Regions from separate parts of the Mus musculus genome. Here regions 2, 3, 4 and 5 are each linked to region 1. The links are chromatin contacts, called in public Hi-C, HiCAR-type and Micro-C maps. All regions are on one chromosome and are shown on one strand. Each heading gives the region's core, a stretch centred on a gene start, on an enhancer-like site or on the middle of the called end of the contact. The rest is flanking DNA. Distances are from core to core; before and after follow the strand shown.

Region 1 (2,700 bases), core at 155-2,654:
TCTTGGATAAAAATTGGTCAATCTTTTTTTTTTTTTTTTGCCTTTTATTGGAATTTCTGGGAAGCTTATGTGAAATGTTACATTTTTCAATCTTTCATTGTTACTAGCATTTAAAACTTTTAAAAATCCCCTTTCTGTCTTCTTACTATTCCCTTTCTTGTGTATACAATATGTATTCACATATATAGTCATATATATATTTATTCTTGTACACACACACATATATAAAATGCATTCAGTATTTTTATCCATTCTTCTGAGAATGCTAGTAGCCATTCTTTCTGTACATTTTCTTAGGGGCTTCTTCTTCCCCACCCCTGTTTACTTGCAGGCAGTAGTTTGTGTTGCAGGTAAAAGCAGATACACAGGGTTTGCAAAAGATGAAAGGTTTTTTTTGTTTTGTTTTGTTTTGTGTTTTTGTTTTCTTGTTTTTCCTCCTCCGAAGTAAGAGAGAATAAAAGGCCAGGCAGTGACACAACTACTTTAAGGTAGAAGAGGCAACATTGAGGAGCAAGAGTGTCTGGAAAGTGGGAGGATCTGCTTCTGAACTAGCCAAGTATTGTACAGACACAAAGCTAAAGAGGAGAAGAAACTGAGAAGATCTGCAGTGCAGGAATCAACGCCGGCTCACCATCAAGCGGCACTGCGGTCTCACCTGAACCTTCAATGTGCAGCCAGCCCACTCAGCGACCTCAGGCCACCCTTTCTTCTTAGCCTTGGGTGGGACGAGGGGCAAGGCAGAATGGTGCTTGCTGTCAGTTGTTGGCTAGAGCTAAGGTGAGGGGCAAAGTGTTGAGGGATGCTGAGGACAGAAGTACAGAGGAGCAAGGGAGCTGGCTTTTCTATCCAGATCTGGTAAAGCAAAGAACAGAGGAGTGACTAAGGGAGCCAGGGAGATGCCTCTGAAGATGGGACCCTATGCTTATAGGCAGTGTGAAGCCTGTTCCTTAGTCTTGAAGGAATGGAAACTCAGAAGAATGCAAGCGGGCTCTGAACACACAGATGATTCTGCAGTTGAATTCCGGAGGGAGAAACACCTCGGGGAGGGGCTGTCAAGTGAACAACTTAGACGGACCCAGGAAAGATCACATAAGGAGTCCTGCTTCAAGACTGTCAAAGCCATTGGGTCTTTTAGGTTTAAATTCAATTCTGCAATGGGGTGAAATGTAAGGTATTAGTTTTAGGAAGGACCCTTGCTTACTTGGTGATTCACCTGTGAATAACAGCAAAACCCCAAATCCGAGAAACAATGCATCAGGCAATACTAGATCCGCAGCCAGCCAGCATCCCGCCCCTCAAGAAAAAAATTGCAGACCATGACATCATTCCTCTGGTCTCCCCACACCTGCTCGAGTCCCTCGATGATACCACCAGATGGCGATGTTGGCCTAAGTTGTAGTACATTCTCTAGTCCTGGGAAAGCCTGACCTGAATATAAAACTTCCCTAATCACCACATTTGATTCCCCAGCAGAACAGCACAAAAAAACCTACTGCGGATTCCAAAGAGGCCAACATGGCATCTCACTACATTGCGTGGTCCGCAGACCAGACATCGGTGCATATTAAAGTGTGATTGCAAGAAAACAACTTTAAAATTCAGAGTCCAGGAGTGGCCCCCCGCTCCCCCGCCTCCCGCGCCTAGTCTCGCTTTGCGCTCCCTACCCCCACCCACGGTCCAGCAATCTCGGACGTGAGGCTTTTCTGCAGCCGCAGCGGCATGGCTGGCAGTGTGGCGCGGAGGTGGCAAGCTCTAGGGACCCACGCAGCGTCTGTCTGTGCAGTGCCCAGATGGCAGGGGCTGGAGAGGCCTCCAGAAACCTGCAACTCAGTAGCATTTCCCCAACTGGATCTCTGTCATCCTCCCAGGCCACCCCAGCTCAAGAGAACCTACCCCATCCAGAACTTCAGGAGGCAGCTTGGGGCCAGCAAAGGTGGGAGGTGGTGGCATGAAAGTAAGGTCTAGTTAGGATGACCAGTCTCCAGGGTTAGAAGTTTTATAGCTTACAGGGCTTCCACGATCCCAGGTGCCCACCCAATTGGTATTGCTTCCACTAGTAGGTCGCGCCTTGTGTAGGACAGTGTATGATGGGCAAGATGGACCGCAGGCGCCTGCTAGAGAGTGACACTCTGGCTCCCAGTAGCTTGCACCAAAAGGTCCGATGACTGTCTCTGGTCCCCAGCAGTCAAACCTCGGTGGTACTTCTAGGCCTCATAGGCGCGTGCTCATGGCGCACGCACAAAGCCCAGCGGTGCAGTGCTCCCCGGCAGGCCTGGGCTGGCCCCCTCGAAGCGACCAGACGGTGTCTCACAGCGGGCTTGTCCCCGCCGAGGTCATCTGCTAGGCGCAGCTGGGCCGCGGAAAGTAAGAAGCTGATGAATTTTTCATCGCGATTCCCTTGGCTGTCGATCTGAAGGCAGTTTCTGGGGCAGCAGCCTTTAAGGACCTGTCTGTGCCAAGGGCAGCCCCTCCCCCACCGCTCTAATTACTGATAGACAGGAGAAGCTGGTCCCAGGTCCCCTCCTGCTCCTCCAGGGCGTGTCCTGGTCCCTCTGGCTTTGTTTGATTTCTGAGCATTGGGCGAGTGGGAAAGGAGGGATGAGGAAGAGCGCCTGTCTAGTTTAATAGCATGTGTAGACAACCTGCCTGGAAAAAGGAACACAGAGGTGCTCAGCTCTGACCTCCAGGAGTTTGCAGGGA
Region 2 (2,700 bases), core at 81-2,580, 500 kb after region 1:
TCTTTTCCATGCCAGAGAACACTGCTAATTCTTCCATCAATTAAATTAAAATGAATTTTTCTGACTAAGAAGGAATACAGAAAAACCAGGCTCTGTGGACTCCAAAGAACTCCATGTACCTGCCCCCCTTCATGTATTTCACTGTAAACGCATCTCCAACAATGCTGTGATCCTGTGATTCCCTGCTCAGCAGGTGTCTGCAGAAGCCAGTGTACAGAATGTCTCTACTTAGCCAGAGATTTCAAATATTGATAACAACTATCACTCAATGTGCAGAAGGACCTAGCTGGAAGACATTGAGTATTCAGGGAAACGCATAAAGTCAATTGCTAAACTATACTCCACAACTAGACTCTCCTTAAGGGGCCAGTAAATAGAGCAGGTGAGTAATTTTACAACACGAGTAAAAATCATTTCCAATTGTACAGTGAGTATTCTCTGTCATGCTTAGAAATGGTTTCATCATGCCTCCCACAATTGCTTCCTCAAAATCAACCCACAACTTACCCAGTGACTTTTTTGAATGGAAAAAAATGGCCAACCTTGAGCTCTGAATCAAAAGACTAATGTTTCCCCAGGCTTAGGACTCTCTCCACTCCATGGAAAATATCTTAAGAACTTATCTGTTGTCTCATCCTTGACTCCTTCGGCCTCATAAGTTCCATTGTCTCTAAATTTCCATCTTCAGCATCTACACCCCTGTACTACACCCTCTAGTTGAAAAGAATTCCCTTCAAGAGTGAGTATACCAATCCCAGACTCTAGTCTGTGTTCCCTTCCAAACTGCTAAACTCTACTGAGTACATGATCAATCTTTTTGTCTACCTGAAATTTTATCCTTTTTCTCATGTTAGGGGACTTCTGAAAACTAATGAGTTTTGGTGGAGACAGCACCCACATCCTACTCCAATATATTTTAAAAGCCCCCCCCCCATTCTCAGTGAAGATGTCACAGTGTACTCTGAGTCACACAAAGTTCTAAGTCCTATACACTGTTTTATACTCTATTAAGATTATAATCAAATTTAATTTATAAAATTAGGCATAGTAAGAGTAATAACAGCAATCATAGAGCTATTGTAACAATATATTGTAATAAAAGTCATGTAAATGACTTCCTCCCCCCATGCCCTCTCTCCATCATGGGCCCAGTGACAAAGGGTGTATTCACTTTCCTGGAGGCTCAGAGATGAGCAATTTGTGCTCAGGGTGACAAGCAAGAAGTATGAATCTTTGTTTCTGAAACTTTCTATTCCATTCTCAGACCATGGTTGACAGAAACTGCAGCAACCAAAACCACAGGTAGGAAAGACTGCTCTGCTCATTTTCTCAGCTGCCCTTGCAACAAGATGTGACAATGTGGTCTATGCTCCTCTGGGGTGGGTGGCCCTGTCCCTTGTTTCAGAAGTCCTTAGTCCTTCTAAGGAAGCAAGGCTCTCAAGCTTGTCATTCAATGACAGTGACTGCAAAAGGGGTCTCAAGTGCCAGGAGGTCTGGTGTGTGCATACTGCAGGGTCCAAGCCTCAGAGGCAGCCAGGGTAAACTCATGACCCAGAGCTTCTCTCAGGGTGGGAAGTTGAGCCTGGCTCTTCAGATCGCCTCCAAACTCCCAAGTGACTCCACCTTCCACTTCAAAGCTTGATTTTCTTCCAAATAAGAATCCCAATTGACACAATTTTCTATCTATCATCTCAGATCCAACTGTTGTGTAATTGAATTCCATTTTCCCCTCAAACCTGTTACATGCTGGAATGTCCATTTTTGCCTGGTGGCATTACACACACTGGAGCTTCGGAATGATCTCTAGCTTGCTTCACTCTTTCCTCAAGCATCTGTTTAGCCAGATGAAATTGTTGATCTTTCTGGATAATATCTTCCTCATTCATTCCTCCTTTTTCTTTGCTCAAAACCTTCTGTCATCAAGCTAACATTTGTACCAATGCAGAGAGTAGTATCCTACCTATTCTCCCTGCCTTCAACTCCCTCTTTTTTACTATCATTGTTAATAAGTACTAACTGTGCAAATTAATGGAGTGTAGTATAATATTTTGCATATGCATACAACATTGCAGTGATCAAATCAGACCTCCCCTTTTCTATCACTTTCTCCAAACATCCTCCCTTCCACCCTTGCTGATGCCTGATAATCACTGGTATGCGTCCAGTCTTTTTATTATTATTATTATTATTAGATATTTTCTTTATTTACATTTCAAATGCTATCTTGAAAGTTCTCTGTACTCTCCCCCTGCCCAGCTCCCCTACCCACCCACTCCCACTTCTTGGCCCTGGCGTTCCCCTGTACTGGGTCATATAAAGTTTGCAAGACCAAGGGGCCTCTCCTCCCGATGATGGCTGACTAGGCCATCTTCTGCTACATATGCAGCTAGAGACATGAGCTCTGGGGGGTACTGGTTAGTTCATATTGTTGTTCCTCCTATAGGGTTGCAGACCCCTTCACCTCCTTGGGCACTTTCTCTAACTCCTCCACTGGGGATCCTGTTAACTTCCACATATGAGAGAAAGCATACTGTGGTTGTCTTTTGGAATCTTATTTATTTCACTTCATATAAAGTTCTCCACTTCCTTTCATGTCGCTAAAAGGGCATTATTTATTCTTATTTAGAGCTGATAATACTCGTGTGTGTTGTTGTTGTTGCTGTAGTTGTTGTTGTGTCTTCTTTATACAGTCATCTACGC
Region 3 (2,700 bases), core at 140-2,639, 370 kb after region 1:
TGTACAATCTTACCTGCCCTAATAGTTTTAATCAGATGAGTGACACAAGATTGCAGATGTGGAAGCTGAGGCCCAAACAGATTTGTATCACGGTCACATAACTTGTAAAGTGGCAATAGACTTCTCCAATTCTTCACCCCACATATTTTTACTTCTGAAATACAGAATGACTCTTTGAGGATAGGGTTAAATCTGGCCTTGACTATGTGCCCAGCTTTCATTTAAAGATCAAGAGGAGGAAAACGCGACATCCCTTCCAAACACCAATGCCATGCATCTTTTACCATTCAGTGCAGTACCAGAAGCTGGCCATCTTATAGGGAGTGTAAGAGCCCGAAGAAGTTGTTGTTTGTGGAGATGCCACCAGTCCAACGTGGCACACTTACATGAGGAGAAACTCCTCTGAATCCAAATGAAGGGACATTTAGGAAACTATATGTGGCGTGAACTTGGGACATGATTTGAGCAGTCACCAAGCATTAACAGGGTGAGATTTCCCAGGCAAAACTGTGTCCTGTGTAGTTAGTTGTTCCTCACGAGTCATGAAGCTAAGGCACTGTCTGTTGTAAAAGCACCCAACTGGGGGTGGTGGGAAGTTACAAGTGCATCCTAAGAAAGTCAAGGTGAGAAGCGTCTGAAACCCTGCATTGTGGGCATGGATTGGCGTTCACTCACCAGGCCCTGAGAGTGGCCACTGGAGAATGCTGAAAGGGGGAAATGGCTGCAGTGGCCCCAACTCACAGCAGCAGGTTACTATGGATAAAATATAAAGCCTCTTGTTTGAAGGAGTGAGTTGAGATAGGGAGCTGGAGGGCATGGGCTGGACAAAGCCTAGCCCATGGAAACTCAACAGCAATTTAAAGAACCATTTAAACCTGTGGAATTACAGCTCACAACCCTGCCCGTCTGGAATGGCCAAAACAGATCAAAACATCAGCCCCTAAAGCCTACTGTCAATGGTAATGGTAGAAAGAGAAGGATTTTGTTTTTGTTTTCTCTGCATCATGACCACACACACACACACACACACACACACACACACACACACACACACACACACAGAGAGAGAGAGAGAGAGAGAGAGAGAGAGAGAGAGACCCTTTATATAGGCAGCATCAGTCTCCTAGGTCCCTATGAGGAACCTGCCATAGTGTATAATGAAATCCTAAATACAGTTGGTATAAAGTCATGGAGTGACTTTCTGACATCTTGTTCTGAATTTTGTTCCCTCTCTCAGAGTCTTCCTGATACCCCCCTAGCACATAAGACCTTGATCCTGGCCTGGTCATCAACATCCTGTGTGTAACCAGTGCTCTGGATTATTCTGCCCTCTCCTGATGAGGCTTGGCAGAGTTTATGTACGGTGACTAGGCACCTCACTGATAGAGGTCTGTGCTACCCCAATTTGAGACATGCCCAGACTCCAAGGACAGGGACAGAAGGTCTCAGTGTCTTGGCTCTACTGAAGGCCAGCTGTGTGACCTTGAGCAAGGCAGAGTTTCTCTGTGCCTCTTTCCTCTTCTAAAGTAGAGATGACAGAAATCCTTGTTTCACTCAGTACAGAGCTGAGTGTAGCAGGTGCCTAATGAACGCTGGCTGCTGGGATCGCCTTCTTTATTAGATGCACAGCTGGAGTCTCGGGGAGGCAATATGTTGCCATCCTCCTGAGTACCTTGAGAAACTCAGAAGAGAGGGGTGCCCAGTGTCCTGAGATGACTGATACTCTTGTGACTTGGGGGGTATTTTAAAAGAAAAGGCAGATAGTTGTCATGCCTGCACAATCACTGGTACGCTTTATAAACTATGTGTGTTCTAAGAAGCCAGACCGTGTCAAGGACTCTCCTTGCTTGAGGGGTTGGTGGAGGCTCTCCAGGACACATCAACCAGAATGTGGACATCACACACACACACACACACACACACACACACACACACACACACAGAGAGAGAGAGAGAGAGAGAGAGAGAGAGAGAGAGAGAGACAGAGACAGAAAGAGACAGAGGGGGGACAGACAGAGGGACAGACAGACAGACAGACAGATGACAAGCTTCATGTTAAGCTATTATTTGATGTTTGGTATTAAGGAAATGATGTCACTTCTCTGAGTTTCAGGGCCCTCATCATCCCAGGAACTACCATTTCCTAGTGGGGTGACTGTGACAAGTAATTAAAGGAGACCATCCACACAAAGCACAGATTGGTCATGTCTAACCAGAAATAGTACACAAATCCGGAATTTCGTGTGTGCATATAGATAATTCCGTGTACCCTCTCATGTGAGACTCACAAACACAATGACATATGCAGAATCACCTTCTGAATGTAGGTGAGATGTGTATGACACATAGGTCAAGTTCAAGCCAAGATTTGGGTTCCACCTCAAAGATACCTAATTAGGTGTATGAAAAGGTTCTAAAATGTGAAAAGATCCAGGGCAGTTTGGTGTTGGTATCGTGTTCTCAGTCTGTACCAACTAATGGCAGCTCTGACGCTGATTACAGCAATGCTTGCCAGTGGTGGAAAGAAAGGCTTATCCGGGGCTTGGGGGTGAGAAACTATTGCTAGGCAGAGGCTCAAGCATGGATAGAAATGGTTACTGGACCTAGGCTGACTACCCAGAGGTCACTCTTGGCCTAGTTGTCTGTTGCAGTTCTGAGGAGAAATGGCTCTCACCCAGCCCTACCCTCAGTAGGCTCTGC
Region 4 (2,700 bases), core at 163-2,662, 280 kb after region 1:
TTTTAATCCTAGCACTTAGGAGATGGCAGCAGAAAGATAAGAGATGAGTCCAAGGCTAGTTTTGGGGAATAGGAGATTCTTTCTCTCAATAAAATAAAAATAATGAATAAAAGCAAGGGCCAAGCCAAGTGTGGTAGTGCAAGCTTGAAATGTCTGTATATGGGAGGTTGGGAATCATGATTTTCTGAACAGTCTGTACTACATACAGATGATGTAGACCACATGTCAAATGAAGAAGAAGCAGCGGGCTAGAGAGATGACTTCCTGGGTTAGGGAGCTTGGTGGACAATCATGGGTACTAGATCCTAGTGCCCATGTAGCTCATTAGGCATCCTACACACTCCTGTAACCCCAGATCTTAAGATGAGAGGAGACAGGAGGATTGATGAGTTTGTCTGTTTCCAACCTAACTGAGAAAACTTGAACCTCAGCTTCAGGGAGAGACCCTGCCTTAAAATACATACACAGGAATACATACCACCACCCCCTCCCACACCCCACACCCTGACACCACCTGGAAGGGAAAAGAATAAATACATCTCTTTTAAAAGATGAAGGAATAAAGGATGAAGAGTACATGGAAGATTGTTTTCAAAAGTGGTGAGAATTGGCTGAAGGACAAAAAAGACAAGCCTTAAAAACTTGGCAGGGGTCACGCTACAATAAGCATTGAAGACTCTACTGTCCTTCCATCCCACAGAACATAGGGGACTTGCTGTGGACTCTCAATAGCAGATTTATGTTCTATAAAAGTAACTCTCATGGTGAAGAGAAAATTGACAGAAGATATTTTCAGGCTAGAGCAGAGGTAGACTAGAAGGTCTTCAGCCCTGGAGAAGGTGTGAGTCTCATTTCTTTTGTTCTAAGATTTCTGAAGCATTTAAGGCTATAAGACATTTAAGTAGCCACAGTTTAAATAATAGCTTCTGAAGAAAAATGTCTTTAATTGTTCTAATTATACTTTCTCCTCCTGAGTCGCCAAAAGATGTGTGAGAAAAAGTCTTCCTGTGGTTCTTTCCACCATAAACAGACCTACTTCCTCGTGCATAGCGTTAATGCCTATAGCTTAGTAATAATGTTACCAAAAATTGCAAGGAGAACTCAGCTCACCAGGGAATTCCTAGAATATGAACCTAAACATTTAACTTATTTCAAGATCCCATCTGTGACAGGTATAATCATTCTCAGAAGAATATTTTTGCAACCCAGGGAGAAGATAATTCACTTTTTTTCATATTAGGGAGAGAGTAGGAGGACAGGGAAGCCGCTGACTCTCGGGGAGAAACATTCTTTCTTTAACAGCCCATTTTCTGATGTGTTTGGAATTAGACTAAATTGTGTTAGGTAGACTTTTTGAAAGCTGTCACTTTGAAAGGGCAAGCTGCCAAGTTCCTAGCCATAATATAACTTAAAAAAAAAAAAAAAAGAAGAAGTGGCTTCCCAGAGAGCTGTTCCATTTTGCTAGGAGCTGGGCTTGGGCAGGGAGATGTGAATTCATTTGCTGCTTGTGGTGAACGAGCCCTAAATGCTAAGAAGGCTCTCTCTATCTAAGTTATGTCTTGTTAGGTCAATAAGCAAAGTACAATCCGTCCACCAGCTAAACTGATGATTTCTGAGTGCCATACACTTGGGGAGGAGCATGACTAGGCAAGGGGGTACTAGAATGCCTTAGGCTATTTTTATACCTATGTCCATGTTTCTTGGTAACCAAATGTGTTCCTTGTTACAAGGATTCTGTTTCTGTCTTGCTTTGTGTTTGACTATCCATGAACAACCAGAGAAATGCCATCCATTTAGTGACATTGCAGACCTTACCTCCTTCCCCAACACTGACTTTCAGTGCTGGGATTTGGATGTAGTTTGTCCGCAAAGGTTCGTATGCTAAAACTTAGTCTCTGTGTGGTGAACTGAGAGGCAGGGCCTACTGAAAGGTCCTGATGTGTGTGAGTGGGGGGGGGGTGCCCTTGGAAGAGATTAAAGTCCTCCCTATGGGACCCCTGAGCTAGTTCTCACCAAAGTGGGTTTTTACAAAAGATAGAGCCTGGCCATAAATCACTCTCTGTAGGCCTGGTCATGAGATCTCTTTCTCTTTTGTCAAGCTTCTGCCTTTATGATGCTATGTGCCACACAGCATGAGGTGTTGTTCAGGTCCCTCAACAGAGACAGAATATGTGGCTTAAACTGTTAGCATCTAACTACCTTATTGCTCTTCTCTCCTTTCTTCTCTTTTCTCTCTCTTCTCTTCCCCTCTCTTCTCCTTCCCTCCCCTCTGTCTCCCCCTCTTCTTTCCCCCTCTTCTCTCTCCTCCCCAATCTCTCCTCCATCTCCCTGCTCCCCTTTCCTCTCCTCCCCTCTCTTCTCCCCTCTCCTCCCTTCTTCTTCCTCTCCTTTCCTCTCCATCTCCTTCCTCCCTTTTTGTCCTCTCCTTTCCTCATCTCTCCTTCCTCTCCTCCTTCCCCTTTCCTCTTCTCTTTCTCCTTCCCTCTTCTCTTCTTTTCTTTCCTTCCCTCCTCCTTGTCCTCCGTTCCTTCTTCCCTTTCTCTCTTCTCATCTCCTTCTTTTTCTTCACAAAAATCCAGTCTCAGTCATTTCTTACAGTAATGAGAAACAGATTAAAACACCTAGTGATTCCACTGAACCATTAGAAGCTTACTTTGAAGAGACAGGAACATGGCTGTCATTTTCTATTTCCAGAGAATA
Region 5 (2,700 bases), core at 74-2,573, 400 kb after region 1:
ATGCTAACCAGGATAGGTACCAGCTGATACATAGCTTAGTGCATATGGTTGCAGTCAACTGAACAGAATTAGGAAAACTATTGTCCCCATATTCTTTTCCTCTCTGTCACATTCAGGATTGGGTTAGCCTTCCTAGTAGAACCCTATTGACGACACACATCAGTCATCTGTCTCCTGTAGCCAGTGAAAGCATTTAGGCAAAGTCAGTGGTGAAGCTGGGGAGTACTGGTGTCTGTAGGCTGCCTAAGTGCTGTGTGCTGTCCTGTGGATGGGCAGAATTGAAAACTACAAATTCACACTGCCTTCCTCTTTGTTGTGTGCTACAGGCATGTACCGCTGTGGCCCTGCCTCTGTCCAAGCCGTTAAGCATGGCCATGTCTGCTTCCAGTTTGATGCCCCGTTTGTTTTTGCAGAGGTAAGTGGAAAGCTGGAGGCAAGTGCCAATTTTCCACCACTGTCTCTTAACACACTGAAGAGTTAGACACCAGGTTGCTACTTCTCGATTTCCCAGGTACATCGAGTATGCTTCCTGTCAACCAGACATCTTTCCAGCCTCGGGTTTTTTAAATGCTAAACGCAATTCCTACTTAACGCTTTCCTGTCTTAGACTTTTGAGGTTGTATTTCTACTAAAAGCAAGAGATTTGCAAACCTGAGTTTAGTTCTGGGCACCTAGGAACTGACGAGGATAATTCTGAAGACATCAAATGATGAAGTGGATCGATCACTCAACTAAAGCTCAGTAAAAAGTGGCCTTGCTGTGGCAGTTTCAGAGTATGTAACTCCCATCTAAGACTGACCCAGAAGTACACAAAAATCAATACACACACTACCACCATCACCAGCAGCACCACCAGCAGCACCAATAGCAGGCAAAAAGAGAAGGAAAGGTATAAAGTGCTACTCAAGTAGAGAAATTTTGACCACTTAAGGGGTTGATAAAGATGTTAAGTAAAGGGTCTAAGATGCCAGAATAATAGGGCAGGAGCTTGAAGGACAGGAAACAGCTAATTAAATCAGGGTGAGAGACGTCGGGTAAAGGAGAATCCTGGGAGTCTCTTGGGGATGAGGGTATTAAAGGCTGAGATGTAGAACTCCTTTGAGGTGTATGTACAGCAATCAACACGGGAAGGGTTCGCTCCTGTATCCAGCAATCACTCTGCCTGCCACTTGATGCTCATAGAAATCCTTTTAAAGTGAGTACTATCAGTTTCCCCGTTGAACTGAAAAGAAAATCAGGGCGAGGTAAAGCAGAGAGACTAATATCCTTTCCCCAGTAATGTAGCTAATAAAGAGCTGTGCTGAATTTTGAAACCGAGTGGGCACTTGAGTTTAGCCGGGCAGTCACTCTGGAAGGACTATGTATCTCCTGTTAGCTCACACCAGGGAAGGCTACGGGGGGAGCTCTGAGGCCCAGGGCCTTGGGATGGATCATCCTTGGGTGGGAATATGTCAGTAAATCAATCCACACATCAGTAGTGAAATGTGGTAATACCAAGAACACTTGTAGCTATCGTATGAGCAATACAGTCAGCATAAGATTGCATTCATACATGGAGATGCACTCATTAAGAAAAAAAAAGAGCCAGAAACTGAAAGATAGCAAACACCCTAATACTCTAAGGCAGGAAGTAGCTTGGCAACCATGATTCCCTGTGTAAGTAGAGATGGCTCCTGACCCGTGATATCTCCACTTACAATCTTTAAACCTTATAATGGTGCAAAGGAATGGTACAAATTCAATAGAAACCACACTTTGGGTTTGGAATTAGGATCTCTTCCTGGGATAAACACACATGGTCAGATCCTCTCAGATGATACTGGGTGGCAGCAAGCTGCAGCTCCCAGTCAGCCCCATAACCACAGGGAAAAGAACAAACACCTACAGTGTGTCCTGCCATTCAGCTAAGATGTCCTGTAGGGAAAGGATAAGAACTGTTTCTTCGGCTAATCAAATCTTCTATATGTCATCAATTTAATCAAAATGTAATCTTATCAAAAGCCAAAGAGCATTTGCCTTTGGATATGACCCTAGTTCTAAGAGCAGAGTGCTTTGGGCTTACAGGGGATGGAGCAATGGTTATTCAGACATTTAGACAGCAGAAATCACAGAAGGACTGCACTCTATCTGCTATTGTGGTTTCTAGATGCCTCTAGAAGCCTCCAGAGAGCAGCCTTACAGTGCTTGGAGTTTTATCCATTTGATTTTGTTTTGAGATTGAAAATCTGTACAAGTCTCCCCTGCCCTCATCTGACAGTTTATGACACTCCGAGAATCTCTTCATGGGAGATGGCTCTGAAACCCATGTAGCTTTCTTTTTATACTTTTATTGTGCTTTATTGCTACCGAGGAGAGCGGGTGGCCCTCCTTGCAGTGGTGAAGGTCCTAATAGCTGTTAATGCAAGCGCTTTTTGCTGTTATTAAATATAGATCAGGGTGTTAGGAATGTCATCAGGCTATGCAGATAATTGCTCCTCTCTCGCGGCTGCAGAGGCTTCTTTGCTGTGCAGGCTGTTTGTTGCCTGAGTTTGGGCTGGGCTCCAGGTTCGAGCTATTTGTCAGAGATGTATAAGCTGCCTAAAAAGCACCCGAGGTGTCTTCTCTCAAGAGGTGCTCGCTAGGACCGCAAAGGGGTGAGCAGGCAACTTTAGCATGGGTCTCGGTGACTTAGGTGGAGGGTGATGCACCTTCCCTCCCTCC

What was found. A called contact is a pair of places that touch in the nucleus more often than the background predicts. HiCAR-type assays count read pairs that join an accessible place to other places.
Region 2: a HiCAR-type map of Th17 cells shows a contact between it and region 1, with 7 times the contacts expected there. The contact joins two enhancer-like sites. A contact is called at or near these places in 2 of 15 datasets of contacts at CTCF or cohesin (both in the NIH/3T3 cell line), 4 of 484 Hi-C or Micro-C datasets (CD4 T cells, CD8 T cells, Th1 cells and 1 more), 12 of 115 datasets of contacts at active chromatin or transcription factors (CD8 T cells, Th17 cells, Th2 cells and 9 more) and 1 of 9 other capture datasets (embryonic stem cells).
Region 3: a contact with region 1 is called in a Micro-C map of granulosa cells, with 2.9 times the contacts expected there. The contact joins two enhancer-like sites. A contact is called at or near these places in 2 of 15 datasets of contacts at CTCF or cohesin (CD8 T cells and the NIH/3T3 cell line), 10 of 484 Hi-C or Micro-C datasets (CD8 T cells, Sertoli cells, Th1 cells and 7 more), 7 of 115 datasets of contacts at active chromatin or transcription factors (CD8 T cells, astrocytes, bone marrow-derived macrophages and 3 more) and 1 of 9 other capture datasets (embryonic stem cells).
Region 4: a contact with region 1 is called in a Hi-C map of bone marrow-derived macrophages, with 15 read pairs. The contact joins two enhancer-like sites. A contact is called at or near these places in 5 of 39 promoter capture datasets (the 3T3-L1 cell line, embryonic stem cells, hematopoietic stem and progenitor cells and 2 more), 4 of 484 Hi-C or Micro-C datasets (the HL-1 cell line, the N1E-115 cell line, bone marrow-derived macrophages and 1 more), 3 of 115 datasets of contacts at active chromatin or transcription factors (embryonic stem cells and neural progenitor cells) and 2 of 9 other capture datasets (adipose tissue and embryonic stem cells).
Region 5: a contact with region 1 is called in a Hi-C map of the N1E-115 cell line, with 7 times the contacts expected there. The contact joins two enhancer-like sites. A contact is called at or near these places in 4 of 484 Hi-C or Micro-C datasets (the HL-1 cell line, the N1E-115 cell line, bone marrow-derived macrophages and 1 more), 5 of 115 datasets of contacts at active chromatin or transcription factors (bone marrow-derived macrophages, embryonic stem cells, neural tube and 1 more) and 2 of 9 other capture datasets (embryonic stem cells and macrophages).

Annotation. Positions count from the first base shown.
Region 1 is chr13:37,311,420-37,314,119 of GRCm38.p6, reverse strand. No RefSeq gene overlaps it. Among named protein-coding and RNA genes, the nearest start is that of Gm40913, 21 kb to the left of the region's middle. RefSeq lists an enhancer at 310-2,700. Within about 2 kb of position 1,404, at least 95 of the 459 cell types and tissues checked have an H3K27ac peak or open chromatin away from gene starts, as enhancers often do. A contact at or near this core is called in the N1E-115 cell line, Th1 cells, Th17 cells and 3 more, where this site is marked.
Region 2 is chr13:36,812,736-36,815,435 of GRCm38.p6, reverse strand. No RefSeq gene overlaps it. Among named protein-coding and RNA genes, the nearest start is that of Gm30489, 9.9 kb to the left of the region's middle. Within about 2 kb of position 1,330, at least 11 of the 459 cell types and tissues checked have an H3K27ac peak or open chromatin away from gene starts, as enhancers often do. A contact at or near this core is called in Th1 cells, Th17 cells and regulatory T cells, where this site is marked.
Region 3 is chr13:36,940,815-36,943,514 of GRCm38.p6, reverse strand. All of the region lies in intron 8 of F13a1 (coagulation factor XIII, A1 subunit), which reads left to right. The region is part of intron 3 of Gm30489 (a long non-coding RNA gene); the gene reads right to left. Among named protein-coding and RNA genes, the nearest start is that of Gm30240, 47 kb to the left of the region's middle. Within about 2 kb of position 1,389, at least 9 of the 459 cell types and tissues checked have an H3K27ac peak or open chromatin away from gene starts, as enhancers often do. A contact at or near this core is called in granulosa cells and regulatory T cells, where this site is marked.
Region 4 is chr13:37,033,618-37,036,317 of GRCm38.p6, reverse strand. All of the region lies in intron 2 of F13a1 (coagulation factor XIII, A1 subunit), which reads left to right. Among named protein-coding and RNA genes, the nearest start is that of F13a1, 14 kb to the left of the region's middle. Within about 2 kb of position 1,412, at least 1 of the 459 cell types and tissues checked has an H3K27ac peak or open chromatin away from gene starts, as enhancers often do. A contact at or near this core is called in bone marrow-derived macrophages, where this site is marked.
Region 5 is chr13:36,914,579-36,917,278 of GRCm38.p6, reverse strand. It overlaps F13a1 (coagulation factor XIII, A1 subunit), which reads left to right. Exons shown (of 15, transcript NM_028784.3): 10 at 327-415. The region is part of intron 3 of Gm30489 (a long non-coding RNA gene); the gene reads right to left. Among named protein-coding and RNA genes, the nearest start is that of Gm30240, 73 kb to the left of the region's middle. Within about 2 kb of position 1,323, at least 1 of the 459 cell types and tissues checked has an H3K27ac peak or open chromatin away from gene starts, as enhancers often do. A contact at or near this core is called in the N1E-115 cell line, where this site is marked.